Linked DNA regions of Sus scrofa: regions 1, 3 and 4 are each linked to region 2. Evidence: chromatin contacts called from public HiChIP or PLAC-seq data. All regions are on one chromosome and are shown on one strand. The core of a region is the stretch at or near the end of the contact, and the rest is flanking DNA. Distances in the headings are between cores, read along the strand shown. Region 1 overlaps NSL1 (kinetochore-associated protein NSL1 homolog). Region 2 overlaps LOC102164427 (a long non-coding RNA gene). Region 3 has its middle 17 kb from the start of VASH2. Region 4 overlaps DTL (denticleless protein homolog).

Region 1 (3,596 bases), core at 180-2,679, 260 kb after region 2:
ATAATTTTAGGAATAAAACCAAACATAAAAAGACTTTCAAAAAACCACAAAGGGGGAAAAATATCAAACACACATTTAAAAATAATCATTAAATATGTAAATATGTTGTTTATAAATGCATCAAAAAAGTATTCACCAACATTAACATCTGCTTAGGAAATTTCAAACTATATAAACTTTTTAATCCCTCACTTAAGATGACTTTAAATGAATTTTCGCATTTTGTAACTAATAAGAGCATATAGATACTCCTGACAAACATTTGACTTAAGACTGTCTCACGTGCAGATGGCTGGTCCCTGCCATACAGGACATGGGGACAGCTTCCTCCAGAAGCATTCCCCATGGCTCCCTCCAAAGCCTGGATGGGAACATCTTTATGGCCCCACCTACCTCTTATCATAAACAAAAGTGTTTAAAAATCCAAATTCACTCCCCCGCAAATCCTATTTAAACATCATGTAGTGGAACTACTGTGCTTCTGAGATGTGATTTTCACAATATTTTTCATCAAAAATTGTAGTATTTCAGCTACATTAAAGAGTAACCTAGGGAGTTCCCGTCGTGGCACAGTGGTTAACGAATCCGACTAGGAACCATGAGGTTGCGGGTTCGGTCCCTGCCCTTGCTCAGTGGGTTAAGGATCCGGCGTTGCCGTGAGCTGTGGTGTAGGTTGCAGACGCGGCTCGGATCCCGAGTTGCTGTGGCTCTGGTGTAGACCGGTGGCTACAGCTCCAATTGGACCCCTAGCCTGGGAACCTCCATATGCCGCAGGAGCGGCCCAAGAAATAGCAACAACAACAACAAAAGACAAAAGACCAAAAAATTAAAAAAAAAAAAAAAAAAAAGAGTAACCTAGAAACGTGTCTGTTTATAATACCACTTGTAATTTTTTTTTCCAGGGGGAAATACATTCCAAATTCCAAAACTCAGATCAAATGTGAATTTTTGAAACAAAACCACTTGTAAGTGTGTAACTACCTGTAAATATTCTGGCAGTGGCTTAAGCAAGTAGTCACTATTAGAAGGAAGAGGAACTGTCTCTAAGTCCTCTGCTTGTAGGGTCAGCAAAAGAATTGGAACTATAAAGTCTACTGTAGAGAAACTTAAAATAGCTCCTTGTCATCACTACATGTTCAGTGAAGGACAGGAAATAATAAAAAGGGAGTCTCTTAGGTTAACTACAAAGAACTTTTTTAAAAAGAGGATGATATAGAAGCAATGGTTAGTTTTACTAACAGGACCACAAAAGGTTATAACTGACAAATGAAAACACATCCGCATGGTAGTTAATTAGAAGATTGCTGCAAAGATATTTTTCAAAAGTTTGCTCTTAAAAATGTGGAAGTGAGGCGCTTTTGACTACACTGCCTTCCCTTGTCACTTGCTTTCTAAAACATAGGGAAATGAAAAAGTGGAAATGAAAGATTGAGTAATCAACCTTGTTTTGTTTTCAGGTCACTGAACCGACTAAACTAGGAAACATGAAATTCCAAAAGCCTGCACAAATTCAGAAATTCAGCAAAAATGAATTAACTGAGTGCTTCCTTGATATTTCCATTGTATTTTATGAGCATGATGAGCAAACATGCATAACCTAGGATGTCTGGCTTGTACTAGTTTTAAAGGGGTAACTAAAAGCATGAATAAGAACCACGAATTGAAAAGTAGCATCCCTCATGAAAATGAAACCAAAAATGCAGCAGTGATTTATGACTTTCTGGAAGAGATTCCTTTGCTACAACTTAATCAGATCTGTTTAACACACCTGCTGCGTGGCAGGTGTATAGTCCTCTGTATTCACTCCTACCTGCACTTCACCAGCTTCTTCTGTATTGGAGAGCTGCATCTCTCTTAAGGTATCATGTTATTTCCAAACTCCTAACTTGTGTAATCTTGCCTCAGCCAAGTCTCTAACCTTATCCTGTAACATTCTTTCCCTCTATTCCTTCCACTATAGCCACTGTAGCCCCAGTGGTCTTCTGTTCTATAAACACTCAAGCTCATTCTTAACTTAGGAACCTTATTCTATCGCTCTTCTCTCCAACTGAAAAGCTCTTCCTCTTGTCACAAGATAATTCCTTCGTGTTACTTCCTCAGAAAAGTGTTTTCCAGCACTGAACCCATCACCCTAGCACTGACGTTATTCCTTTTTCCATTTGCTGATGCTTTTCTTCTGCCACCAGAATGTAAGCTCTGCAGCGCAAGGACGCTGCCTGGGTTGCTCACCATTACATCCTCTGCACTAAGAAGAGTTCTGGCATATAGTAGACATTCAATAAATATCTTGATTACATGCATGAATAATAGTCATGCAGTAAGTATGGAGCACGGCGTTATATACTGGCTACATATAATGCAAACACAAAGAGCTCACGAAGCTTTCAGTTTTGTGAGAAAACATAAAGAAATACACGAATACATATAACAAATGCTAGAGTTCCTGTCGTGGCTCAGTGGTTAATGAATCCGACTAGGAACCATGAGGTGGTGGGTTTGATCCCTGGCCTTGCTCAGTGGGGTAAGGATCCAGCGTTGCCGTGAGCTGTGGTGTAGGTCTCAGACATGGCTCAGATCCCGTGTTGCTGTGGCTCTGGTGTAAGGCAGGCGGCTACAGCTCCAATTCGACCCCTAGCCTGGGAACCTCCATATGCTGTGGGTGTGGCCCAAGAAATGGCAAAAAGACCAAAAAAAAAAAAAATACATATAACAAATGCTATTAAAGAAACAAACAAGTGTCATGATAGAGAACTGGGAGAGGCTATTTTAATTAGTGTGATTAGGGAAGATCTCTAATCTCAATGCAAGGGCGACGTGTTCAGGTGCTGGAGGTAGTACTTAAATGAGAAAGGAGAGGTTGAGAAGATGCCAATCTTAGCAGCACTGGGGAAAACCCCGTGTGAAAGCGAGGCACTCTGAGAGAACTCCAAGACGGGACCTAGGTCTACAACACAAAGGAAAGTGCCAGGTCATGTAAGGGACTGCTGAAAGGTTTGAAGCTTATTACACATATTTCTTCATTAGAAGATTTTAAGATTTTAAGCAGAGGAATTAAAGTTGATCTATGTATTTAAGAGCATCCTAGATTTCTAGTCAAGCTGGTCTTGGAAGTTCACAAAACTCACCACCTTTGTCCAAAACATCATTGGATAGATAGAGAAAGTTTAAAAGACAAATCCCAAAGCATACACTTCTAGGGGCCAGAAAACAGTCGAAGAGTAAAAGCTGCAAGTCAGGCTAAAGTTGTAGATCCACTGGTAGAGAGGTGGCAGGTAGGCAAGAGTAGCCAGGAATTTGCTTCCCACAAGACAAAAGAGGCTCAAACTGCTCCAGAGGAGCAGGAAATGAGGAAAGTCAGCTTCAGATGTGAAACCAAGGGCTGAGGTAGAGTTTTCCCACCCTTAATAGGAAGCTGGAAAAACACAAAAACAAAAGAACAGTTATTAGCCACAGTGAGGAGTGGCAGCATGCTTAAAGCTACACTAGAAATGATAGGAAGCAAAGAATGCCACAAAGCCTTTGGCCTAGATTAAGGTGCCTGCTGATTTAGTGACTAGATCCACTATCTCCAATATTACAGTGGAACAGGGGCCCCA
Region 2 (3,706 bases), core at 646-3,145:
CACTGTGCATTTTACACGGCATCCCGTGCACGCAGTATCGCTGGTCTTCTCCACATATGGACAGGGGTCCTTGGCTCCGGCCCCAGGCTTTGCCACACTCAGCTTGTGGGCAGTCGGGCAGGAGTCGGGAGGGAGAGGGAGGAGCGGGAGTAAGTATCTATGCCCCATCGGCTGGCCCCAGGCTGGCTGGCTTCCTCTCTCTGCTGATGACCACAGCTCCTGTCCGAGCTCTCCCCACATGACTCTCCGTCTCCAAGTTCTGGAAACACCTTCTGCCTTCAAGCTTTCAAGGCTGAGGCTGATAACTAAGCCCCGCAGTTCCTTGACCTGGCCCTGCCCCAGCTCTGGTGAGTTCCCTACACCCTGCCCACGTCTTTGTAAACAGTTCCTTTATTAAATGCCCACAGATGACACAATCAGAATGTGCCATCTTTCTACTGCTGTATCCACGCGGCGTGTGTCCATACATTACACGCACACACACACGTTCACACGAGACTCGTGAAATAACACTCACTCTTACTCCCCACCAGGGACTGTCATATATGACTCTCTTCTGTCAAATTATCAGGAATGCTTGTCCCACCTCCTCAATTCATGCCATGACTCACTTGTGGCTCTCAATTCCATCTGCAAAGCACGCGTGGGGCCAGCCCCAGGGAGGCCGCTGGTCAGCTGGCCTGGCTACGGCGTCTGGCAGAGGTCAGCGTGGAACGTGCTGGGGGTCTGTTGGATGACTCTGCAGAATGGGTGTCTACGGGGCTCCCCTAGGGGAAGGCTGGACTCCTTTCTGGGGGTCGTTCCTTTCTGCGGGCATCCCATCCCGGGGGCCGGGTTTCCACCTTGTAAGCTAGAAAGCTGTGTTGGTTAGATGCTCTGAGCTGCTGCGCTTCGGGGTGACTCACACAACAACCGGGCACAACCGCTGCAGTCCGGATTCAGCCACCCCCCAGGACGGTCCGGCGGGCACCAGAGCCGTGTTCACCCACCGGCACCCTCTCACGGGTGGGAATTCTCTCCGGAAAACCAGGCTGTCATCAGAAGGCGCCCGGCCAGCATGGCCTTAGAGCAAGGGCGTCCTTAGCAGCGGGGGCGGATCTGGGCGTCCAGAGCAGGACCTCTCCGGGACGCCCGCTTCAGGGGCCCTGCTCTGATCCCAAACCCTTGCTGACCCACCCCCTCTGGCTGACGCATTGACCTTCTCATTCTGTTCCCTACTGGGTCAGAACGATTGAAGCTTCTTATTTTGGTCCTGGTGGTGGTGGGTGGGGGTGGTTTGCGGGGTGGCTGCCCAAGGGTGGGTGGCACATGTGTTCAGGGAGCAGGGGAGTTCCCCCTGCCTCACCTTCCAGGTGGTCCTGAGATGGGCCCAGTATCTGGCCAATCAGCAATGGCCACAAGTGCAGGCTTAGGAGCGCTTTGTGGAAACTGGGCTGCCGTGGGGCGCATTATAGGCACGATCTCATTTCTCTCCCGACGAGCTGATGAGAAAGGGCCGGTTTCCCCACCATGTACCTAAAGAGACCGAGGCTCAGAGAGCCCAGGTGATTGGGCTGAGGTCGTACTGTAAGCCAATGGCTAGGGGACCCTAGAAGCCATCCGTGAGTGCACACAGGCTCTGAAAGGACAAGGAATGTGTCCCCAGCCCCTTGAGCTCCCGCTCCCTGAAGGCAGGTCCTGGCTCCGGCAGGAAATTCCCTCTCTGCCCCGCTAGCCCCCCCACAGTGCCCAGGGCAGGACTCAGCACCCCTGGACCCAGGCACCCACACTTGCTGACAGGCGCAGATTGGGGATCGGCCTCTTGCCAAAGAGGGAGGGCCAGTGGGAGCCTCAGACCACAGGGAGGTGACTCCATGGACGCACCAGACCGTGGTGGTGACTCAGCTGCCTGGCTGGTGGACGGTGCTCGGACGTCAGCCCTTGCACTGCGGCCCTTCCCTTTTTCCCCTGGAACAATAACAAATCCTGGCTCTGTGATTCGGTTGCCATGGGAACTAGAAAACATTTGATAACGTGGAAACACTGGGACAGGTGGGCTGAGCAGGTCTGGGTGAAAACAACCTTTCCTGCCCCTTCACCCCAAATCCCGGGCGTCTCACCTGTTTGGAGCAGATTAGGTAAGTAGCCAAGAGGGCGTTACCCTGCCACCTGTGTTGAGTGATCTTGTCCGACCAGGAAGTCTGGGGCAGCCACAAGTCTGCGTGCTCGTGGGATGGGCCCAAATTCCTGCTGGGAGAAGTGAGAACTGAGGCACCCTGTCTGCCTGGGAGACCGAGCGTCATGTGGGGTGTCTGCCCCTGGCAGGCGTGGGCCTCGTCCAGGACACTGAAGGCAACAGGAAGAGGGGAGGCACAGGTCCTGATGCTCAGAGAGCTCCTGTCTGCTTGGGGCAGGCCACACACCTGGACAGTCCTGCCCGGTCCCAGGCCACACTGGGAATCACCAGGCAACAGTGAGAGAGGTGCTTGGGAGAGTGGCTTCTGGGCGGGCATGGGGCTCTGGGAAGGGAACTGGAGCCCTCCAGCCCCAACAGGACCGCCGAGGGTGGCGCCAGGCTCTCTTGTTGGGTGACAGCTGGGCGCAGGGGACTGCAGGCGCTCGGAGGCTCAGCCCTCCCTGCCTTCCTCGCCAACCACGTCGCGGTCCCCGTCCTCCTCCTCCCTCCTCCACGCTCATCAACACCTCTGCAGGCGGCATGTGGCTCCCACAGCGGTGTCCCCCCCAAGACTAAACAGGCTCCACGCCCTGCCCACAGGACTCCTTTTCCTCAAACACTGACGCTTCCTAGGTTTAATGGCCTCTCCATGTGCACACGTATGACCCTCCTTCCACGCGGGTCTCTCGTGGGGACCTCCCTGTCCTCCCCCACGGCCGCCCCGGGCCTTCCTTGCACGTGACCGCTGAAGCCACCTCCTAGATGTTCTCTTCGTCCCACCCAGGCTTGGAGGCGGTGCCCCTAAAGCCCTTGACCTCTGCCCCACGTGCCAGCATTTTCAGCTTCTTATTGGGCATCGCCCCAAGCAACTCAGACCCAGACTGCCCGAGACAGGACCGCCCTGCCCCACAGACTCTTTGGCTTCTATTTCCTCTCTCCGTGGGGAGAGCCCCAGCCTCCTCCCGTGTCCCTGCCCGCTGGCTCTGTCCCCCCCCCCCCTCCACCGGGGTCAGAATTCCTTTCTAACACATGGCTCTTCGCAGCGCTCCTGCTCAGAGACCCTTGATCTCCTCGTTGACCACGTCCAGGTCTCCTGGGAGGCAGATGAAGGCCTCCTGGCCCAGCCCCACCTCCCACTCGCTCTCTTTCTGTCTCCTCCCTCCCCTTTCTGTCTGTCTGTCTCTGCCTCTCTCTGTCTGTCCCTCTCTCACCTGCAGGTCCCTGTGCCTCTTGCTCTTTTCTAGCATCGCCCCCTTTGTCATGCTGACGCCTCGGCCTGAAACCCCCTCTTCCTCCACCTGGGAACCCCCACCCTCCCCAAGGCCCCGAGCCCAGCCCAGATATCTCCCCAGCCCCATTGCACCCCAGATCCAGGGCAGAGGTCACCACTCCCTCTGCGCACCCACAGAATTCAAGCATTTTCCACCCGGACCAGGAGTTCCTGTTTCCAGCCACCTCCACAGGCCTGCAGACCTGTGGTGCCAGGCCTGTCTATCCCTTTGTGTCCTGACGTCCAGCTCGAGCCGGGGCCCCACGAATGCTGCACAGATC
Region 3 (3,713 bases), core at 580-3,079, 390 kb after region 2:
AAGTATGGGAGTACCCTGGTGGTCTAGTGGTTAGGACTTGGTGCTTTTACCACTGTAGCCCGGGTTCAATCCCTGGTCTGGGAACTGAGATCTTACATCAAGCTGCTGCACGCTGCAGCCAAAATATATATATATATATATATAAAATTTATGCCTTTCTTGTGTTTATTTTAGTAACCGTTATGTTGTTTCAATCCTGCAGCAGAAAATGTATCTTCAAAAGCTACCTTAGAGTTCCCTGGTGGCTCAGTGGGTTAAGGATCTGGCATTGTCACTGCTGTAGCATGGGCTCACTCCCTGGCGCAGGTACTTCCACATGCTGTGGGCATGATTAAAAAAAGCTACCTTGGTTTAGAGTGACTGGTAGTGGGAGGGTTAGGGTCCATCACGGCCCATCCGATGGACACAGGAGAACAGTGGGGCATCTGGGCATCACATCACCAGGCCAGGCTCAGCTCAGGTGGGCACCTACACCTGGGGGTCGTGGTGGCTGGGCTGCTGCGTGCTGCACCAGGGGTCCCATCTGTCCCTCCCCAGGAGAACTGAGCTTCTGCTTTTCCCGTTCCTCCGTGCTTCCCACCTCAGCTTCTGCTCTGAACCCCTGGCCTGGAGCCCTGAGGATAAAGACAGCCACCCTCTGGATGTTAGCTCTGCCCCAGGATGGGCACGCTCTCCCTCCCTGACCTGGGGACCTAAGCCAGTGTCCCTGATTCCTGAGTTGGCTGGAGCATGCTCCTCCGTCAGAGCTGTAGTTGAGCCACCAAAGAGGGCCCTGGGAGCCAAAGCTAAACAAGGAGGCTCTCTGGGGGTGAGAACTCCCTGGCGTGATAGCCACCAAAAGGGGCTCTGTGGTGGGGAAGCGGGCAGCAGAGAGAGGTGGGCAGAGCCTATAAAGGCTTTGGTGTTAGTTCTTCCTCTCTTACTAGCTTGGGCCTTACTAGCTGTGTGACTTCAGGCAGGTTACTAACCTCTCTGAGCTGAGTCTTGTTGGGAATTCGGTGTGAGTGGGTTACATGAGACAGAGATTGCAGGTTCTCCAGGCAGTGCGGATGCCCTACAAATGCTGTTCCCATGTCCTTCCCCCTCCCTCAGAGTCTGGGTCTCCAGCGCAGTCAGGACAAGCCAATGTCAGGACCAAACGCACAGCCTACTCCGCAAGCCCTGGGAATGCCACAACTGCCAGCTCCTTCCATAAAAATGCAAAATCAGAGCCAGGCCCTGGGCCTCCTGCCCCGCTGCGGCTGAGGTCAGAGGGCAAGGGAAACAGCAAGGGGCCTTTGTCTCAGCCTCCTGGCTGAGCTCACCTGGGTGCTGCAGTGCTGGTCACACAGGCTGGAGGGGGCTGTGCCCTGAGAGGCATCCCTCCCCCAAGCTCCTTACAGAAGTCCAGGGAGGGCCCAGCCAGTTGAGCCCCCAGGTCTTGGCATCGCTGTCTTCAGAATCGGACAGCAGTTGCGTGCTCTCCCAGGGAAGAGGGGCTCTGCTTCTCCCGGGACCCCCTGAACATGAAGGCAGCTTTCGGAGCCTGACCCCTGATAGGGCACGGGTTGGCACATAGAGGCCTCCTGCCAGGGGCCTGCTGTGCCCAGTCCCCATGAACTCTACACACAGGTGGGCTTGCCCTTCTAAACAGACTTTGGGTTTGGCTCTCAGCTAAAACTCTTAGTCTTAAAACTGCCAGGGAGGCGGACTTGGGCGAACGCCCCGCGGGGTGCAGATTCCCCAGCGCTTTCCAGCACCTGCTTCCTAATCTGTGAATCAATGAGCCGGGCTGCCTCCCCGTTTTGTCCCGAGCGGGAGGCTGGGCTGTTGTTCGCACTGTGGCCACCGGGTGGCAGTGTGAAGCACTGTCCCGGCTGCACCCTCCGTCTGGGGCTCCGCCGCTGCTGCAGGGATGCTCAGATGTGGGCCAGAATCCCCCAAGAGCCTGTTCAAACGCTTTTGTCCTGCCTGTTACCAGCTTTGTGACTTTAGCAGGTTACTCATCTTTTTGAGCCCATTTTCTGATGCAGCAGGTCAGAGTTGAGGCCGAGACTTTGTATGTCTATCGAGTTCCCAGGTGATATGGCAGTTGTGGGTCAGGGGACAGCGTCAGGGGCTAAGAACCCCTCGCACGCTCCTAGGAGGCCAGCGGCCTGGGATCCAACTCTCTGATCTCATAGAAAATGGAGGTGACCACGGCTCTCCTTCTTGGAAGGCCTTGTGCTGGCATTGCTCACGTTCTCCCCCACACACCCCCAAACCCCCACTGGCCCCCAGTATTTTTTGTCACTGCCCCTAGAGCATATTTCCATTGAAACCCTCCGTGACCAGTTAACCTTTCTGCAACCGCAGGAGCTCAACAGAGGGTAGGTGCCACTGGAGAGAGAGCAGACATTGGAGGAAAGTAACAGGAGAAGGTCGGCGGAAGGAGACCGTGGGAGGGAGCTCCGCACATGCGCAGTGGCTCCGGTGCCGCCCCAGACAGGATAACCACCACCCACGGTCGGGCCTGAGATGCCAGGTATCCGCGGAGGCCCCCTCGTGCCCTTCTTCGCAGACCCTTCCCCGGCTGCCTGCGGCGTGTGACTGCGCTCTGGCCAGTGGAATGCAGGTGGAAATGATGCCCTCCTACCCTGGCCCCCAAAGGCTCCCTAGGAAGCCTCTCTCTGTCTCTGTCTCTCCCCCGGGCTGCCTTCCAGTGCCACACCTGGAGGACGACCGAACCTCTGCTACCCTAAATGACTGCTTGGAGCAGAAGCCCCCCACCCCCCACCCCGATCCAGGCCTACTAGACTTTATGAGAGAAGGATGAGCTCCCCCTGAATCAAGCCACTGAGATTTCAGGCTCTCCCCGTGATAGGGTGTAGCATTTCCAGAAACCAGCATGTCAGCCCCAGGAAGTGAGAAAGACAGCAGATGCCACCACAACACACAACCTGGCCGTCTCGCCGATAGTTTGATCCCAACAAGCTCGTTTCACATCTCCTGCGCTGGGACTGTAAGTCGCCACCTACCGATGTCCTCGTGGGCCGGACGCCGCTTTCCCTTCACGGGTGCGTTTACTCCTCGAGGCAGTGTGAACCGTAGCACCGCGATGATCCCCAAGTGGCCGATGCAGATCGGACGTGGGCAGGTGGCTGCTGTTAAGGATGGCGGCCAAGGTCGCACGGTGATAACCTCTAGTAAGAGGCACGGTCTGCATCCAGGCTGCCTGTCTGTCTGTAGCCCCCACACCCTCAGCTACACGAAGTGCTCCCCAGACTCAAGGCCCAGCTTAAGGGGGGAGCTTAAGCTGAGTGGGGAAGACACGGTGTATCCTTGGGAGTATGGATCGAGGAAGAGAACTTTTCTGACCCTGCTGCTGCGCACTAAATGCAGATAGATGACCCCACGGTGGAAGGGGGAGAAGGCAGTGAAGGAAGCCCGCATTACCACGACGGGGACAGCTCCCTGGTGACCTCGGGAGTTGGAGGAAATAGTATGTAAGTTGGGGAACTCTGCGTGAGTCAACAATTTCCAAACTCCCCATCCCTTCCTTCCTCCACTGCCCTCTTTAGCTTAGTGATTTCAGATCTGTCCCAAGAGTTGAACACAGAAGAGGGTCTGTCTCATGCACTGTTGCATCCCCAGCCCTAGAACGGTGCTGGGCCTATCATAGATGCTCAGTAAGTATTTGTGGAATGAATTAGTGGGGAGAAACACAGCTGGCTTGAATGTGGCAGCTACCTGTC
Region 4 (3,837 bases), core at 860-3,359, 330 kb before region 2:
CGTTACTTCTAAGGGTACCTTCATAGTTCCACAAGTTTTAACTTTAGAATTCTTACTGCCTTGAGTTCATCTTATTCTGTAACAACTAGAATTTGTAAGAGAGGATGATTTTCTGTGTTTTGACCATTCCCAGATTGTGCAGATGTGAATGTCTCTTGGACTTCATAGTCGCTTCTTCCTATTTAAAAGTAGAGGGAGGCTTTAAAAAGATGTTATATAGTTATGATAATGTTTTTGTAATAATGAAGTGAAAATAAAACTTACTTGAATAAAAACAAAGGATTTAAAAGTCACCCGAGTTTCATTAGAAGAAACTAATCTTCTTTAAAGTAGTCACTAAGTATATTTTACATACTAGGGTAATCCTCAACTGTGAAACTACTTGTTACTAACGTTATAAAACTTGTTGGACATTTGTTCTCATTTCATCCCACAACATGCCCTTCCCTCCACTGTTTTTTTTTAATTGAGGTAGAATTTGTACAATGTAAAATTGACAATTGTAGTCATTTTAAAGTGTACAATTCAGTGATTTTTTTTTTTTTAGTATTATCACAGTATTGTGCAGCTATCCCCACTACCTCATTTCCAAACATTTCCATCACTCCAGAAAGCAAGCCCATACCCTTCAAGACTCACTCTCCATTCCCCTCTTCCTCCAGCTTCTGGCAACCACGAACTTAGGTTCTTTCTCTACGGATTTGCCTATTCTGCACATTTCCTATAAGTGGAGTCATACCATACACGATCTTTTATGTCTGGCTTTGCTTTCACTTAGCGTTTTCAAGGTTTATCCATGTTGTTGCATGGATCAGTCCTTGATTACTTTTTACAGCTGACTATTCCATTGTATGTGTAGGCCTGGTTTTATTTATTCATCAGTTGATGGATATTTAAATTATCCCACTTTTTGGCTCTATGAATAAAGCTGCTGTGAACATTCATGTACGAGTTTTTGTTTGAACATACATTTTCTTTTTTTTTTTTTTTTTTTTTTGTCTTTTTGTCTTTTGTCTTTTTGTTGTTGTTGTTGTTGCTATTTCTTGGGCCGCTCCCGCAGCATATGGAGGTTCCCAGGCCAGGGTTGAATCGGAGCTGTAGCCCCCAGCCTACGCCAGAGCCACAGCAACGCGGGATCCGAGCCGCGTCTGCAACCTACACCACAGCTCACGGCAACGCCGGATCGTTAACCCACTGAGCAAGGGCAGGGACCGAACCCGCAACCTCATGGTTCCTAGTCGGATTCGTTAACTACTGCGCCACGACGGGAATTCCTGAACATACATTTTCAATTCTCCTGGGAGTATATACCTAAGAGTAGAATTGTGGGCTCACATGGTAATTATTTCCATGCTTAATTTTTTGAGGAACCCTCCCTTCACTTTTAATACGATGTAAAGTGCCTGGCTTATGATAATCATTCAGTAGACGCTGGCTTTTTTTATTACTGTTATTATGCCTGGCCTATCAAATGGTACAGAGTTGTTCCAACAGGTCTATCCTTTGTTTTTTTCTCTTAAATCCTGTAGGTAAATGCAGAAATACATTCTATCGGTGGTTCTATTCTTGGCATTTATTTTCATCTCTGGTATAGATATTCAGCTTCTTCTAGGTATTGTAATGCCTAGGAAACTGAGGAAGGGCAGTGATATCATGAAATGGAAAGCTACAGGCAACAAGCAAATAATCCAATGGAGTAAAATAATATATTCTTACCCAGGAGGGTCAGGGGGACCTGAGGGTTTCCTCTTCCTTTTAACTTGTTGCTACCAGTCCTCCTTGGGCCTTGGATAAAGAAACCACGGGCTGGACCATTGAGAATGTCTGTGACTGCTGAAATAGACACTATCTTGAGAATCTTTTCTAAAATACGCTGCCTTGTGAGAGAATGAGCCCTTGTTCTCCGTGGCATTGTAGGAGCAGGCAGCAAGTGAGAGCATCTTAGATCTCGGGGAAAAGTCTCCTTTTCTGTGAAACTTTAATTAACCCAGCAAGGCAAATGAGATTCTGCTCTTCGTCTTCTTTGGCTTATTGAGTCATTACATATGTGCCACTTAACCCCAGAGAGGAGTAGTAACCTTATGAATCAGTGTGTCGATCCCACAGCTACAGTGTGAGGCATCCATGAAGCTTACTTAGTCATTCTCACAAATATTCCTTCCAGAGTGCCCCCACTTTCTTCACACAAATGAGCAATGATTCAGAGCTTCAGAAAAATGAAAAGAATAATTTCTCTTTTCAAACACTTGTGCTAATAATAGTTATGTGAGTTTGTACTCCATGTTGTGCTGATTAATGCCTGTGGCCTCTTGACAAGGATTGACAACTCTGAATGAATCTGCTGTCAAATGCATATCACTGACGTTTCAATGAGGGGGAAAATATGATTCGTAGTCACGTGTAGTACTGCACAAATGCGACCCTTCTTTACACATTAAAAAGGTATTAAATGTGGCAGTACTTGAAAATTCAAGATTTTTTTAAGCAAATGAACTAAGATTTTAGAGGAAATTTTTTTCTCCAAAAGGATACCAGAGTGTCTTGTAAAATATAGCTTATATGAAACTTTGGGCTTTCCTCAAAGTCAGTGAGTCTTCTCTTGGAAGAAGACTGTCCTCCTGTCCCAGGAGATCCGTCTTCAGGATTAACCAGTCTAGGTTCCACTTGAAGTGCACTCCCTTGTAGCTGACCTCGCCCTTTCAATCTTCAATTTTAGTCAAAATATGTGTAGCTAAGTAGTCCTGACTTGAAATAAGTCCTGTCCTTGTATCGAAGCTCATATTGTTTACTTACTTTGGCTATTTTCATTCTATTTTCAGATTAATGACAAATGTGTCTATTGGGTCTCTTTCTGAGCTGTAACTAGACATGTCGGGGGGCCTTTGGTAACAGTCCTCACCAAAGCTAAGGCAGAGACGTGGAAAGATTCACACCTCTGTCTGGGAGACCTAACACTGGTCTGCTGACTCGTTTGTTTCTTTTTTGATGGCGTGATAGGTCTCCACACCCTGGCATCCTCCTACTGTGCTCCTGGGTCATTCGCAAGAGGTCACATCTGTGTGCTGGTGTCCATCAGACTTCACAAAGGTTTGTAAATGAATCTCTGTAGTTGGTTTAAAAAGTAGATCACAGATTTGGAGGTTGAGAGTTAATACAGACTTTTATCTTTAAGTACACATTTAAAAGATCTTGAGGCTGTCTAGGATCTGCATCATCATTAATCACACATATTCTATTTTTTTCTGCCGATACAGATAATGTATTACACACTAAGGAGTAAGGATGCATTTCTTTTCTCCCTAGTCATTTTGTCCCTAAACATAGAATTAAGTTTCTAATGTTATTAAAAATTTATCTTAAAATTGAAGGTAAAAAGAAAATCTAAGATGAAAACTAGTCTTGAACGTCTACATATTATCAGTGTGGTGTATCAAAGGCAACATCTTGACTGGTCGTCATAGTTCAGTTTGGGTTTTCACATGCCTGAAAAATGCTTACTGTGAAATCTTAATACGTTAGGTTGTAAGAGTAGCCCAAGCTCCACTCACTTACCCAAAACCTACTGCCTTTGCTCTTTGGGTTTTCTGGGTTTAACAAGAAATGTCTGTTCTGTGGAGATCTCCTTTTCACCAATTACATTTTGAAACTTTGTTGCCTTTTGTTCCCATCTGTTTGGTTTGTTTGGGGGTTTTCTTTGGGTTTTTTTTGTTTTTTGTTTTTTGTTTGCTTTTTTTTTTTTTTAGGGCAGCACCCGTGGCAATATGGAGGGTCTCAGGCTGGGGGTCGAATCAGAGCTGTAGCTTCTGGCCTACTCTATAGCCACAGCAATGCCAGATC

Evidence for each region. HiChIP or PLAC-seq counts read pairs in DNA pulled down with a chosen protein or histone mark.
Region 1: a contact with region 2 is called in an H3K27ac HiChIP or PLAC-seq map of alveolar macrophages. The contact joins two enhancer-like sites. A contact is called at or near these places in 1 of 47 Hi-C or Micro-C datasets (liver) and 1 of 2 datasets of contacts at active chromatin or transcription factors (alveolar macrophages).
Region 3: a contact with region 2 is called in an H3K27ac HiChIP or PLAC-seq map of alveolar macrophages. The contact joins two enhancer-like sites. A contact is called at or near these places in 1 of 47 Hi-C or Micro-C datasets (embryonic fibroblasts) and 1 of 2 datasets of contacts at active chromatin or transcription factors (alveolar macrophages).
Region 4: a contact with region 2 is called in an H3K27ac HiChIP or PLAC-seq map of alveolar macrophages. The contact joins two enhancer-like sites. A contact is called at or near these places in 2 of 2 datasets of contacts at active chromatin or transcription factors (alveolar macrophages and skeletal muscle).

Annotation. Positions count from the first base shown.
Region 1 is chr9:130,650,069-130,653,664 of Sscrofa11.1, reverse strand. The region is part of intron 6 of NSL1 (kinetochore-associated protein NSL1 homolog); the gene reads right to left. Among named protein-coding and RNA genes, the nearest start is that of TATDN3, 29 kb to the right of the region's middle. Within about 2 kb of position 1,429, at least 11 of the 83 cell types and tissues checked have an H3K27ac peak or open chromatin away from gene starts, as enhancers often do. A contact at or near this core is called in alveolar macrophages, where this site is marked.
Region 2 is chr9:130,914,225-130,917,930 of Sscrofa11.1, reverse strand. LOC102164427 (a long non-coding RNA gene) reads right to left here. Exons shown (of 3, transcript XR_002336041.1): 3 at 1-2,226. Among named protein-coding and RNA genes, the nearest start is that of NENF, 43 kb to the left of the region's middle. Within about 2 kb of position 1,895, at least 40 of the 83 cell types and tissues checked have an H3K27ac peak or open chromatin away from gene starts, as enhancers often do. A contact at or near this core is called in alveolar macrophages, where this site is marked.
Region 3 is chr9:130,526,012-130,529,724 of Sscrofa11.1, reverse strand. No RefSeq gene overlaps it. Among named protein-coding and RNA genes, the nearest start is that of VASH2, 17 kb to the right of the region's middle. Within about 2 kb of position 1,829, at least 13 of the 83 cell types and tissues checked have an H3K27ac peak or open chromatin away from gene starts, as enhancers often do. A contact at or near this core is called in alveolar macrophages, where this site is marked.
Region 4 is chr9:131,241,858-131,245,694 of Sscrofa11.1, reverse strand. DTL (denticleless protein homolog) reads left to right here. Exons shown (of 16, transcript XM_013979970.2): 12 at 2,998-3,087. Among named protein-coding and RNA genes, the nearest start is that of DTL, 32 kb to the left of the region's middle. Within about 2 kb of position 2,109, at least 4 of the 83 cell types and tissues checked have an H3K27ac peak or open chromatin away from gene starts, as enhancers often do. A contact at or near this core is called in alveolar macrophages, where this site is marked.